Linked DNA regions of Xenopus laevis: region 2 is linked to region 1. Evidence: chromatin contacts called from public Hi-C data. All regions are on one chromosome and are shown on one strand. The core of a region is the stretch at or near the end of the contact, and the rest is flanking DNA. Distances in the headings are between cores, read along the strand shown. Region 1 has its middle 34 kb from the start of LOC108714595. Region 2 holds the start of ifrd2.L (interferon-related developmental regulator 2 L homeolog).

Region 1 (7,186 bases), core at 1,411-3,910:
ATGGGGCCCCCCGACGGGCTTCCCTGATCGAGATCTGGCCGAAAGTCGGGCAGATCTCGATCGGATGGGACTAAAAATCCCTTCGGATCGTGGAAACATCTGTTCGTTGATGCGGTCCCGCGATCCGACCGCCCGTTCCCATTTGTTAGGATCCGATCATTGGGCCCTAGGGCCCACGATCGGATCAGCCCGATATTGCCCACCTCAAGGTGGCCACATCGGAGAGAGATCCGCTCGTTTGGTGACATCGTCAAACGAGCGGATCTCTCCGTGTATGGCCACCTTAGTTAGTGACACCAATGACACTGTGATCCCAAAAACAACAGCCAGACATACCAGCACTGAGAGTCCCAGTAATCTCCAGAATAAATGACACTGTAACCCCCAGCAACGTGCCAACATCTACTGTAACAGCACCATGACAACCAACAGAAAACGGCAATGCAGCCAAATAGCTGCTCAAATACCAAACTGGAGAGCTGCCAAACAAAAACCACAAAAAATTAAGAACGAATGAAGATCAGTTACTAATTGTCTTAGAATAGCAATGTCTATATCATACGAAAACATAATTTAAAGGTGAACTGTCCCTTTAAATACACCTTCCTGAAAACATGAAGGATACTGAAGTCACAGTTAGATACTATCACCAACTGTTTAGATAATCTCTGCTCTACTTTCTCAAGACCCAGAGATTAGTGTGGGGTGTGTCGTCAGCTTCGCTCCAAACACAACATTTATTATTCAGCCGGTGAGGGAATTGGGATGGCACTGGGCCGCTCTGTAACACAGCTGTTTGCTCATTTCAAGAGTTGCCAATTCAAACCACTGCAGGGGGCACTGTGTGTGCACAAGTCAAATCTCCAGGAAGTTCTTGCAAAAAGCAGAAGGGAAGATCTGGGAGTGGAAAATAGATTGCAAAGAAATGCCCTGAAAAATTGAAGAAGACCAACACAATAAAGCTCATGTATGCAGCCAGGAAGAATCTTAAAAGAATCCATACAGTGAAAGTCTCTTTCTGGGAAAAAATAAGGGCGATCCAGCAGCACAGGACAAAGAAAGCCATGTATAATTGTGCAGCATCCAGAGTGAATGGTATACATGGGGTGAATGTGATAGGACAGATGCACAGTTGGGTAAGGGACAGGGCAGGGGATAGGGTTGCCACCTGGCCTGTAAAAATGATGGCTGATTCCAATGTTATTAATAGGGAAAAAAGATAAATATATAGGAAGGCTGGTATTTCTTTCCAGAAAAGGTGGCAACCCTAGCAAGGGATAGGGGAATAGATGTGATATGAATGTCCACTGTTTGTGCCAAAGGGATGTGGCTGAAGATGATGAAGGGGTTAAAGGACAGGGAAGGAGAGGTAAATGGTTAAAGGAAAGGGAAAAAGATGAGGCAGCAAAGCCTTGAAAAGAAAAGCTAGGGATAAGATGATTTGTCTGGGTGGCCCTGAAAAAATGGAAAAAGCAAATGGGAACACAGAGAGTGTCTGACTTATAGTCCACAGGCCTTTTCCATCTACTTGGACCAAGGCTGCCATCAGAAGGCTACATGAGCCCCAAAGCAGAAGGGGCCCCAAAAGACATAAATGTGTGTTTTACAGGTCATGACAGGGGCAGGGCTTTGGGAGAGTGGGTGTGGATCTGGAGGGCTGATGGGTTGGGTTTGGGTGGATTGCGGTTAGGTTTTAGTATAATGGTGTGGCTGGGTGGATCAGGGCATATCTATGGATCAGGGCATATCTGTGATCCTTTTTTTTCATTCAGGCCACATTCTACTTGTTAACAGGAATCTCCTCCATGGGGCCCAGTTTATAATATGTAAATAAATGCTAACTTAGTAGTATGGGGCCCTGTGATTCCATGTGCACAATAGTCTTCCATGATTCAGAGCAGAAATGGTTTATTGTAGGTCGGGAGGATTTGGCCTGACTCCCTGACTACACGAGCAGGTGCCACAGGCAAAACTACAGGCTATGATCCAAACAAGTCACTACTCATCCGGCTTACACATTCCCCTGCTTCCCTAACCTTCTAGCTTTTCTCACATCTTTCCTAACCAGAAGAATATCAGACCAGCCCTCTTTCCTTTCTCCTGACAATTTTCTCTACTACTTAGTGGTCAGAATGGTCAGAAACTGACCAGCAGGTGGTGCTGTTGTAACAAAATTAGAAAATGAATTTATATTACCAGCCCATGTATCCCTTAATATCTTTGAATTATAAAAAATAAAGACTCTAAATTGTAAAAGTGCTTAGAATAACACAATTTTACATTCACTTTTTTTAAAAGTTCATTATCCTTTAACATACAGATTACATACAAAAAAATAACAACTGATAACTGAGGCAAGAGGTATAGAGGGCCCTTCCCAATAATTAATATATTTATGTATAAATATACAGACATGAAGTGCTGTGTAGTAAGAGACACAGTAGGAAGGAGGTCACTGCCCATAGAGTTTTATTGCACATGTTCTAATCTAAGCCCAGGGCACCCCCTGCATGAAAGTGTTGTAAAGTAATATCATGTACTGCAGCAGGCCGAGTAGGAGTCGCTATGCGCCAGGCCGAGTAGGAGTCGCTATGCGCCAGGCCAAGTAGGAGTCGCTATGCGCCAGGCCGAGTAGGAGTCGCTATGCGCCAGGCTCTCTATAGATTTTCTTGCAGGGAGCCTGGTGCCAACTACTAGCCACTGCTGAGGGCCATGGTAATAATACAGAGACTTTTGGGAAAAGGTGGGTAGTGAGGACTTAGATAAACTCAGATATGGAGAATTATGTTAATGAAGAGCAAAAGACTAAAAGGGAAGCAGTATCAGCCTCAGGGGCAAAGGCAGCACAATCAAACAAGCAGAGCAGGGTGGGGAAGAAGGATCCTTTTAAAAGAGAAGGAAAGTTATTTGCCACTTTGGGGTGCCAAAAGTTAGGCACCCCAAGTGATTGTTAGAGCAAAACAGGAGCAAAACAGGAGTTCTGTTTTTAGCATCCCTTGGCGCTCGTGTCTTGTGCACCCTGAATCATATTAAGGAAGGGGCAACCCAGGACCATGTGCCAACATGTTGTATGCAGCAGTTTGAACCTGGCCCACCCACCTTATATCTTTTTCAGACATAACATAAACCAGTTTTTTACTGAACAGTGACACTTCATAAAATATTACAGATATTCTTTTCAGGTACGAGCAAACATCCAGACAAACAGGCTCATTTACTAAGACGGGTAAATTTGCCCCCAAGCACTAAGGGCTGTGGCACATGGGAAGATTTGTCACCCACATGTTCAGCGGCGGGCAATAAATCTCCCAAAAACACCTCTCCATTGCCAATAATTGAAATAGTTGGCAGTATGCCTAACTTATTGCAAAATCACCCGAAGTTGCCTCTGGTGGCTGTCATTGTTCTACCTAAGAGCACAAAGCTTACTACTGACTGGTAGGGTTGCCACCTGGCCGGTATTTTACTGGCCTGGCCGGTAAAAATGATGGCTGATCCCAATGTTATTAATAGGGAAAAAAGATAAATATATAGGAAGACCAGTATTTTTTTCCGGAAAAGGTGGCAACTCTACTGACTGGTTGCTACAAATTACTGCTGCTCGGGTGTAAATTTAGTATCTCTTCACTTTATAAGTTCCTCTGATCCTGTCCTCTGATTCTGTTCCTTACAGTAGTTTAAATAGCAAACGGACCAGCAAATAGATTGAATCTAATATCTTTCTAGACTGCTACTAAAATACTCATCCTCTTTTTCACTATTCCTGATTTGTACAGAATCTGTATGACTTGTACCAAAGCTGTATACTCAGACCACTGGGTGGCAGCAACATTCTGCTGTGGGTTGGCAGCCAGTTAGTCCAACTACAATTGTCCTGGAATAATCTGAACCTCTCACTTAGAATTAATTTTGCATTTTTGCAAAGTCCATACAAATCTATCCCCCATTTAAAGCATTTCTCCCAGAGAATTAGGATACGGTTGCTATTTTAGAAATTAGTCCCCTTTGCAGCTCTCTGCATAATGACCAGCAGATGAATGTGTTAGTATAGCCGTCATGGTTTCTAAACAAATAATCTTCTCCTTCCTTTTTTCCACTGCACTATATCATGCAAATTGCAGCTGAACCATTCGGCTGCCAACCCTATGCTTATACCATCTCCAGCTGGTAGCGTGGTTACTGTAGCACGTAACATAATTGTGGGCTATATTTTACACAGTGTTGTGTTTCATTGTTAGAGCCAAACAACAATGAATAGCCGAATATATTCAAAATGAGACAATCGTTTAAAATGCAGGAGATTAAAATCTGCCACACCGGTCTCCTAAAAAACGACCATCTTTGTTCCTGCAACTGCCATATTCTGCTTCAGTAAATGGTAAGCAGAGGGCTCATTTACTGTACAACATGAGATCAAGGTGCAAAGAGTGACAGAATACACACAAAATGCTGTGATTTAGCCTACAATGCAATACCTCCTAGTTGTGCCTGCTGTACAGTCTGATGGGTTTTGATGTTTTTTTCTAATTTGGAAGTAATGCCAAGCAGGCCTGGGGCTGATGTAAGATGCCACTGACACTCAGTATTTATTGGGCCGGTGGGATGCTGTTTGGGCCTCTGTATACTGAAATGCAAAGGCATATATTGAATCCCAGTACTGCCCTTTAAACACAATAGGTGCAAAAAGCATCTTGATAAATATGAAAAGCCAACTAATGACTATATTTTAATTGACTTTCAGGTTTTTTAAACAAATCACCTTACAAAAAGAGGGTATTGATTATTTCTTTCTTTTCAGCAAAATGTCATACTAAACTGGCATGTGCCCAAAGTCAGCATCATGATGGCTTTATATATTATATGTGACTTTTTCACGCCATACAACAGTTTTGTGGTTTCAGTGGCGTAACTAGATGTTACAGGGCCCCACAAAAAATACATTTTAGGGCCGACAACATATACAGAAGATGTCCTGTTTTACCGATATATGTTGAAATTGCTCATTAATTAGGGCCTCATGGGGCCCCCTGCAGCCACAGGGTCTGCTTCCTCTGTAGTTACGCCCTGACAGTAATGTGTATTAGATGTTCCTGTCTAGTGCCTGCATCCAAAGGAAATTAATTTAGCTCTATCTTGTGCCAATTTCTTGGGACTTGCAACCTAAACATAAGGAGAGATTGGGGCCAGACACATTTGTGTTCTGCCTTAGCAACTAAGCATCAGCTTTATAATAAGACAGGTAGGGAGAATAAACAAATTCACTTGGAATGTGCACTTTATGGTTACACCCACATCATGTTTTTCTTTCTTTTTTTATATCAATATATTTTTATTAACTATCATTGATTGTACAGATTGTTTCTGAAAAGATACATTGACAGCATCATGATATGGAGACAATTTGTACCAATTTAGCTGTATATGCCGAGAAACACCTTGTATGTCAGGTGAGAAAACATAAGTAGAGTTAGAACCGGCTATTACAGAAGCCGTCTGGAGTTATGGGGCTAACAAGAAAGAAACAGTCAGCCTAAGTTGGTCTGTAAAGTAAGGGTTACATGTATATCATCAAGTTAACTAAAAAGGAACAATAGCAAGAACCAAAAAAAAAAGAATAAAAAGAAAAACATGGAACCCTGTCGTCACTCAATTGTGCCAAACCCCGTAAGTATAACTATGATTGCTATAGTAGAACGGTCATAGCAATCAAGAACTGTGATCAATACTGAAGAACACTATCACAGGGAGCAATTGTATGTTTCACTACAGTCATGATAATGATGAATAGTTACAATTTTGTCAGAGTGAGTTTGTCAGGGTTTTTTTTGCATAATAGAGAGTTAATAGGGTGCTTGAAGATACCAAAATAGAGCACAAGCCCTTTCTTACTATCATAGTGGTCCCATGTATTGAGAACCAAAAAGGGAACTAGGTAATGTGTGAAGTATCTAAGGTGTAATGTACTACAGGGACTTTGAAGTAGAGTCATGCAAGTATTTTGAGTCAACAAAGCCAGTGGCACAAGTCCCCGGCATTTAGCAGAAGCAGAAGAGGCACAAAGGGCTCGGGATCAAAAAACACCTAAGCAACGTTTCTTATTCTGTACCTAAAAATGTTTGATGCATGTCAATTATTCATTATATGAGCGAATATGAGGATATTATACAGTATAGTCCTACTGTAAAAGGAAAGGATATTATGAAGTGGACGAGCATATAAAGAAGCGGCAGGCCAAGTCTGTTCTTTTATACAACACACTATCAGGCATTATCACAGGTGTGTCTTAACAAAGAACAAAGGCACCATTTATAACAGTGTTCATTATATATTTGTTATGTATTATAAATTAGGGATACATCAAATCAGTGATTCAGCGGAACCTGAGCCTTTTTCAACAGGATTCTGCCGAATCCAAGAGCTTGGCCTAACCATATCCAAAAAAGTGAAAGATTTGGTCAGAGTACTGGCACAGAATTTTTCTTTCATTTGATATTTGTCTCACAGTCAGGGTTCTAGACGTCATTTATGAGCTGAAGCTGATATGACAGAGGGCTTGCTTCAGCGGTGCACTGTATTTGCTGATGAAACAGGAAACATACTTGTGAAACTCTGTATGACACATCATGGACTCTCTTCAAGGACCCAGGCAACCAAATGAGCACATATCAATATCATTTAGGGGAAAGAAAGGGCAAAATCACTTTGGGGGTCATGTAATATAACTTTGCTACACTTCTTACCATCTATAGCAACCAATCAGCAGGTGGCCTTTCCTGGTTACCTGTTTAAAAGCAAACATCTTATTGGTTAATATGTGTTACTGCTCCTTGTGCCTTTTTTTTTACATATCAGGTTTTGACTTTAATCAGAAAGGACTGGTAAAGGGGAACTAAGGTCAAATAATAACTAGAGCAAATTTGTTTGTCTGAGCACCTTTACTTTCTACTACTAGTTGTTTTTTAAGATACTACTAGTTTTATAGGAGCGTAGTAGCACCTACTCAGAGGTGCATGTTGGCAGCCGAATGGTTAACTGAATTTGCAGGCCCAATTTGGCCCCAATTTGACGCTGCTCTGCAAGGTGCTCGCTTGGTTTCATTGAGGTTTCATAGTGGTGCTAACAGCTGAAGGGAATCAGCTGCACCCCTGCAGCCCAGCACAGCTTTCTGAATCCTCGGCTCATTAAA
Region 2 (7,186 bases), core at 1,176-3,675, 180 kb after region 1:
ATCAAATAATCTAAATTTTCAAAAATGATTCCCTTTTTCTCTGTAATAATAAAACACTACCAAACTAAAATATAAATAATCTGTATTGGAAGCAGAACCAGCCTATTGGGATTTATTTAATGTTTACATGATTTTCTAGTAGATTTAAGGTATGAAGATCCAAATTACAGAAAGATCCGTTATCCAGAAAACCACAGGTCCTGAGTATTCTTGATAACAGGTCCGATACCTGTATATGTTTAATGGTGTTTTTATCTTGCTATATAATAGGTTCTCAAATTGTGAAACTGTCCTCACTTCCCGCAGTAATGGAGTCAAAACTGCAGGTAGGATTGAGGCCCAGTTTGGATACCAGTCATGATCAAATTTGGGGTGACCACTGTTTTGCTGTTTTGGATACTCTTCCAAAACTATAGAATAGTTTTTTAATGACAATATTTTATGTATTACTAACCACGAGCAAAGGGAGGCCTAAACAAATATTAAGTCGAGTGATTTCGGTTGAAGCCAAAATACCAGAATAACTGCAACATGAGAGAGTCAGCGCAAGACCCTACTCCAGGAGTGTTTTTGGCACGATCTGACGCGCTGCGTAAAAACGCAGGGTCAAGTCAGATGCAACGGAAATAAGGTAAGTAATCGCCTTGTCGGATGGTGTCGCAGCATTGATCTGCCGCGACACGGCTGTCGGATGCAGACTCAGCGTGCAGCGTCTGCATCCGACAGTCGTGTCGCATCAGATCAACCATGCAACACCATCCGACAATGTATTTACTTACCTTATTTCTGTCACATCCGACTTGACGCCTGCATTTTTGCGCATTGCTTCGGATCGCGCCAAAAATGCTCGTGGAGTCCTACCCTTAAGCATTCACATTTCATGTAGCTGTGGCTGTTCTGGGCTCTCTGCTGAAAGCCAATTAAGTTAGAAACATTATTTCTTTTTCTGGCTGTTCAGTGCAGAGAAAATAGAGACTTTCCAGTACAAACGAGGGACTGCGGGTTGAGCAGTCAAAAGAGGGACTGTCCCTCTGAAAACGGGACAGTTGAGAGGTATGAGATCATAATGGGACAACATCACTAAAAGTAGACCTCACATTAGTAAAGTATGGGCCCTCCTGGGCTAAATGGAGCCAAAAAGCCCTTTACATGTAAAACATGCAGCATAAGGCCTTCTGAAAACAAAAGGTATTAACTTGTCTTGTGCCATATACATAGCACTGCCTTAATACCAAAAATGAGCGTTTAACATAAGACATTATGCAAATCACTCCTTTATGCAGTGTCGGACTGGGATGCCAGAGGCCCACCAGAAAACCTTAGACCGTGGGCCCACTTTCCAAACTATTATTCCTCCTCTCCTCACTCAGCCTCTTTATTCTCCTAGTCTTTTATATATCCTTATTTTATTTGTCCATTATTAAGGATTTTTTCCCATAAAGAAATAAGGAATGACCATGAAATTGGCCACATAGTTAGAAGCAAAAGGGCCCAGTAACACCTGGGCCCATCGGGAGTTTTCCCCAGTGGGCCAGTCCGACGCTGCCTTTATGTCCCTATGGCCAAATATGCTGGTTTTATAGCACAGATACAGCCTAATAGTTCAGAGCCATTTATCCAAACTTGCAGAAACATATGTTAGGTACACAGAGCCCCTGATGATAAACAGACATTGTTTAGGGAGATACTTCATTGGGGTGAGGGAGGGATCCTATTCAACAACTTTTTCAGCATATCTTATAGGGCCCTGACCAAACGACGAGGTCTTTACATGCGCCCAACATAAAATAGGCATACTTCTGTGCAATTTGACCTGGACTACAGCTCCCAGCATGCTTTATGCCTTGAGTGTAGTTTAGAAACGTTAACAATGGTTGAGCAAGTCATTAGATAAAAAGGTAAACAATATTGAAGAACCATGCAATGTATAGTTCTAAATAATAAAGGGAAAGGGTAATAGTCTTTATAGGAACTATTTTTTAGTTGTGTTTCTCTGTGTATAAACGTGTGAGGGTTAACAGACTTGCGGAGGTTTGGCTGTATAATAATATAAAGCGTTAAAGTTCAGGCACTTAATTAAAATAAATCTTTATTTCTTGTAGTTGCGGTAGTCTCGTTAAACGTAATCTCTCGAGCCTACTAGCATCCCAGCTCCATTGACTAAATAACTCCTGCTATAATAACAGATGACGACCATCCTCAAAGTAGAAGCTGCGTAACAACCTGCTACGTCTTGAGCATATTTTTGGCCACGACTTCAGGGCCGCGTTTCTATTATAAACACTGCCCCAGAATGCTTTGCGTTAACTTGTTGCCTGGCTCTATGCCCACTGCATGTCGGAACTTGTAGTTTATTACGAGTCGGAAACCAGCCGGCTGGTTAGTCCCAGAGACTTCACTTCCCAGGATTCAACAGTTTTGTACGCCTGACCTCTCAAGATACACGCTGACAGGAGCTCACAACCATGCCTAGGGCCCGGAGAGGGAACCAGTCTGCCAAGAAGGGCAGCGGCAATCGCGGTAAGATAGTGGGGAGTGGAGGACTGGATGCGGCTCTGTGGGGATTGATTAATAAAGAATCACAATTTTGAGGCTACGGAAAAGCCGTTTTCAGGAGTTTTAGCCAAGAAACGCTACAATATGGAGGGAGCGGCCCTACTGCTGGGGGTAGAAAAACCGGCTTAAAGTAGTGGAACAACGTGTAGACTCTAGAGCAACAGGCTAGGTTGTGTGTGGGCTGCAGACTGTGAACGTGGACAGGAAGGGGGGGATTAGTTGCAGCTGTAAATGAATTGTGTCTTAACTGCTCCAGGATGCTGCTGGGATTTGTAGTTCGGGGGGTGAACCACGTGCTTGTGATCTTTATGTGCTGATGATCCTGCCTAAGCCTATTGGATCTCTCTACATTATATATAATCTCCCTGCTACTTATGTAATTATTGTTGAATGAGTTCACACGGACGACTTTTGTTTGTAGCTGCAACTTTCTCCCCCAGAAATGTTTATCCCTCCCTCTCATCTGTGGGTGTGATGTTCTTGTCTGGATCTATTGGGCTCTACTCACACATGAGAGTCCCTAGCAGCAGGCTGAGTGCAACATAATAAAGTCTGGGAATTCAGCAAAGTTGTTGCCAGTGTGACCCAGTCCCTTGCCATGCTGCCTGCATTACTTTTGTTATGGTCACTTCCTCTCCCTCCAACCCCCCAACCTTTAGTATTGTGAAAGCCTATATTTATCCTTCCCTCCTCCTGGTATGCACCTTCCCCCATTGCTCTGCTACTGCCCCGCAGGCTCCCTGAGGCACGAGCTGCTGCAACTGAAGGTTTCGGACAGGCTGAACCAGCTGAAAGGTACATAGTGTGCCACCCTCATAGCACGTCCCCACTTCATTAGTCCTGTGCTCCCGAATTCCACCTCCACCCTGTCATCTCGGCTTCTCATCTCATTACCATTGCAATGTAACTTGCTTTCTTTCCATTCCCTCTGATAGTGCTCAGTTTACCCAGTAAGGCTTGTGTGTTTGACGTTAAATTGGCACATTCTGAGCAAGTAACGGGCTTGCTGCCATCTTGTGCTTGCATGCCACTGAAGGTGCCCATAGACGTAATGATTACAATCTTTCTCGGAAAAGATATTTCCAAGAAAGATAGTTCGTTTCAATACTCACATATACAGCTGAATCGTCAGATATACAGGTAGATATACAGATAGAAACAATAGAATTCTACCTGTATCTGACGATTCAGCACTAACAATGGGCAAAGTTTGGGAGCCTTCAAAGGCACCTAATCAAAATTTTCCGTCCAGCCCGATCGACGAGCAGACCGATATCCAAGTCCTCTGCCGACATCAGTCGGCCCTTTTCCCACCATACACGCTCCGAATATCGTACGAAAATGTGTTTCGTACAATATTATCTGTGCGTCTATGGCCACCTTTATACCTGTTGGTATCTTGTCTCTGGCTTTGCATGCAACTGTGACTTGAGTATTTACCTACAAGCAGAAGCACAGTGATAGGCTTTGTGCTCACTTATACTTCACATAAAATATTGCAACCTAAATAAAATTACTCAAGAGCAGCATTTGGTGCTGTACACAGCAGTGGCACTAGCATTAAAGGGGTTGTTCACCTTTAAATTAACTCTTAGTTCGATGTAGAGAGGGATATTCTGATACAATTTGCAGTTGGTTTTCATTTTTTATTATCTGCAGTTTTTGAGTTATTTAGCTTTTTATTCAGCAGCTCCCCAGTTTGGAATTTCAGCAATATGGTTGCTAGGGTTCAAATCACCACAGCAACCATGCACTGATTTGAACGAGATACTGGAATATGTATAGGAGAGGCCTGAATAGAAAGATGAGTAATAAAAGTAGCAATAACATTACATTTTAAAGCATTACAAGGAATTTTAAAGGGTTTGTTCACACCACTAGTATAATGTAGAAAGTTATATTCTGAGACAATTTGCAATTGGTTTTCATTTTTTATTATTTGTAGTTTTGAGTTATTTAGCTTTTTATTCAGCAGCTCTCTACTTTTTTTTAGCAATATGGTTCTCGGGGTCCAAATTACCCTAGCAACCAGGCACTGATTTGAATAAGAGACTCAAATTCGAATAAGAGAGGCCTGGATAGAAAGATGAGTAATAAAAAGTCTGTACTTTTACATTTCATGTGTTTTTAGATGGGGTCAATGACCCCCATTTCAAAGCTGGAAGAAATCGGAAAAACCAATTGAAAATTTTGTGTTCTATAACATGCCAAAAGTTAACTTAAAGGACCACCCCTTTAAAGGTGATTTCTGTTGTACAGATGCAGCTAGTCAGAAGTCACGTTCAGTTTTAATATGAGTGTTGGTCCAACTGAAGTTGCGTCAGTGTCCCCAACATCTGATGTATCGGACCTGGGGTGCAGGAAAGTGTGTGCCTGAAATAGGGGTGCACTGAATAAAGAACTTCAGGATTCAGCTGAATAATAATGAATCATCAGTTTTCAGCTAAATACTAAACACAATCCAAACTCTCAAACCTCTCTGCCTCAAACACTTGTATAATAGCTTTATTTGAAATTGGGAGGCGCTACACAGTTTTTAATAATTTCCTGATTGTGATTGGGTGCCTTTAACCTTTTGTTTTGAGTTTCCCGTTTGTTTAGCATGAAAAGAGGATTCAAGTCTTTGACTATATGGGTTAAATGTCCCTTTTTCATTTTTTTCCAGTGGACCTTCACCTCAATAGCTAGTGTAGCAGGGTCCTGTCTCTGCCCCCACTCCCCCCCCCCATACTGGTAAGTAGTATGAGGGGCTGCATAAGATAGGGAGGCAATTATTCCTTAATTTGTTTTTAATTTTAGGGCAATCAATCTGCTGATACCCTCGCTAGGGTTGAAGTGAAATCACATACGTATATCTGCCCCTTTGTCCACTATAAATAATCACACCTTATCCACACCTTTTAATTCCAACAGGTTTCTTCATCTTCCACCATTTGCAATGTTCACACAGACATGAGCCAGGGATGCAGTTAGATGATCATACGGGGTGAATGGTCAAAGGGGTTGTTGACCTTTGAATTAACCTTTAGTATGCTGTAGTGAGTAAGCTTTTTATTCAGCAGCTCTCCAGTTTGCAGTTTCAGCAGTTTGGTTACTAGGGTCCAAATGACCCTAGCAACCATGCATTGATTTGAACAAGATTTCAATAGGAGAGGCCTGAATAGAAAGATGAGTAATAAAAATTAGCAATAACCATACATTTTAAAGCACTACAGAGAATTTTTTTAGATAGGATGGGTGACCCCCATTTGAAAGCTGGAAACAGTCAGAAGAAGGTGGCAAATAATTAAAAAAAACTATAAAAAAAATGAAGGCCATTTAAAAAGTTGCTTAGAATTAGCAATTCTATAACATTTTAAAAGATAACGTGAATGTGATCCACCCTTTTAAAGACCTTCCTCTGTTGTGCATTTTTAACAACTTCCTTATTGTGTGACAGGGCAAATTGCTATTGAATAATAATAATAATAATGCTTTAATATTGCTATTTGTCTTTGTCTTGGATGTGTCATTTTGTCTCTCACCATTCTACTACTACACCCTATTCATACTAGCAGCAGTGTCTGGACTGGGGTCTGGTGGGGTAACTGCAGTGGATTGTGAGCTTGTCTTGATTTCCTTGCCTGTTCTATGTTTTAGGCTCTCGTAATGGAACCCGTGGAGATTCTGAAGCCAGCGAGGATGAGGCAGCCAGTGAAGTCCTCAGTCACTGTAGCAGTGCCAGTGAAACTGTCAGCGTGGCAGAGGAGGCGGCAGGTAAATTACACATCTATATATATATATATGTACTTTATACAGTACTGCTGATAAACCAAAGTGTAATAGAAATGCACAGGGCTTGACATAGTCATAACTAAATAACTTAATCTACCCCTATGTGAATCATTTCACACCTTCTATTGATTTTTGCATGCAAGTTATTTTGCTCTCTGTGAGTTAGAGTTGTTCACCTTTAAATTAACTTAGTATTATGCAGAGAGTGATATTCTGAGAAAATTTGTTTTTTTTATTATTTGTGGTTTTTGTGTTATTTAGCTTTTTAATCAGCAGCTCTCCAATTTCAGCAGTCTGGTTGCTAGGGTCCAAATTACCCTAGCAACTGTGCACCAATTTGAACAAGTGCAATATGAATAGAAGAGGGCCTGAGTAGAAAGATGAGTAACAATAGATTTGTAGTATTACAGAGCTTTTGTTTTTAGATGGGGTCAGTGACCCCCATTGGAAAGCTTGAAAGAGTCCGAAGAAGAAGGCAAATCATTCAAATACTATAAAAAAATAATTAATGAAGACCAATTGAAAAGTTGCTTAGAATTAGCCATTCTATAACATACTAAAAGTTACCTTAAAGGCGAAACACCTCTTTAAGAGATTTTGGCAGACAAAGAGCACATTATGACCTTTATAAAAGCACCGACCCTGCATCCTGCAGCCTTTGTATCCGTATGTGTATATTATTATTGCATATATTATTTTTTACATATTTCTATTGGGAAGTGTTCAGATGCTCAGAATACACAGCTGGCTCCCTGCTCTTGTTTATTAAATGTGTCTCTGGCTTTCTGCAGGCAATGAGGTGGACTATCAGGCCCAACAGGAAGAGCGGCTGGACAAGCTGAAAGAGGATATAGAA

The links. Hi-C and Micro-C count contacts between places; a contact is called where the count stands out from the background.
Region 2: a contact with region 1 is called in a Hi-C map of the XTC cell line, with 3 times the contacts expected there. The contact joins the promoter of ifrd2.L here to the enhancer-like site in region 1. A contact is called at or near these places in 2 of 4 Hi-C or Micro-C datasets (the XL177 cell line and the XTC cell line).

The regions. Positions count from the first base shown.
Region 1 is chr4L:125,792,576-125,799,761 of Xenopus_laevis_v10.1, forward strand. No RefSeq gene overlaps it. Among protein-coding and RNA genes, the nearest start is that of LOC108714595, 34 kb to the right of the region's middle. Within about 2 kb of position 2,661, at least 1 of the 7 cell types and tissues checked has an H3K27ac peak or open chromatin away from gene starts, as enhancers often do.
Region 2 is chr4L:125,970,935-125,978,120 of Xenopus_laevis_v10.1, forward strand. ifrd2.L (interferon-related developmental regulator 2 L homeolog) reads left to right here and starts at 2,426. Exons shown (of 12, transcript NM_001096772.1): 1 at 2,426-2,520; 2 at 6,196-6,312; 3 at 7,122-7,186. The coding sequence starts at 2,466.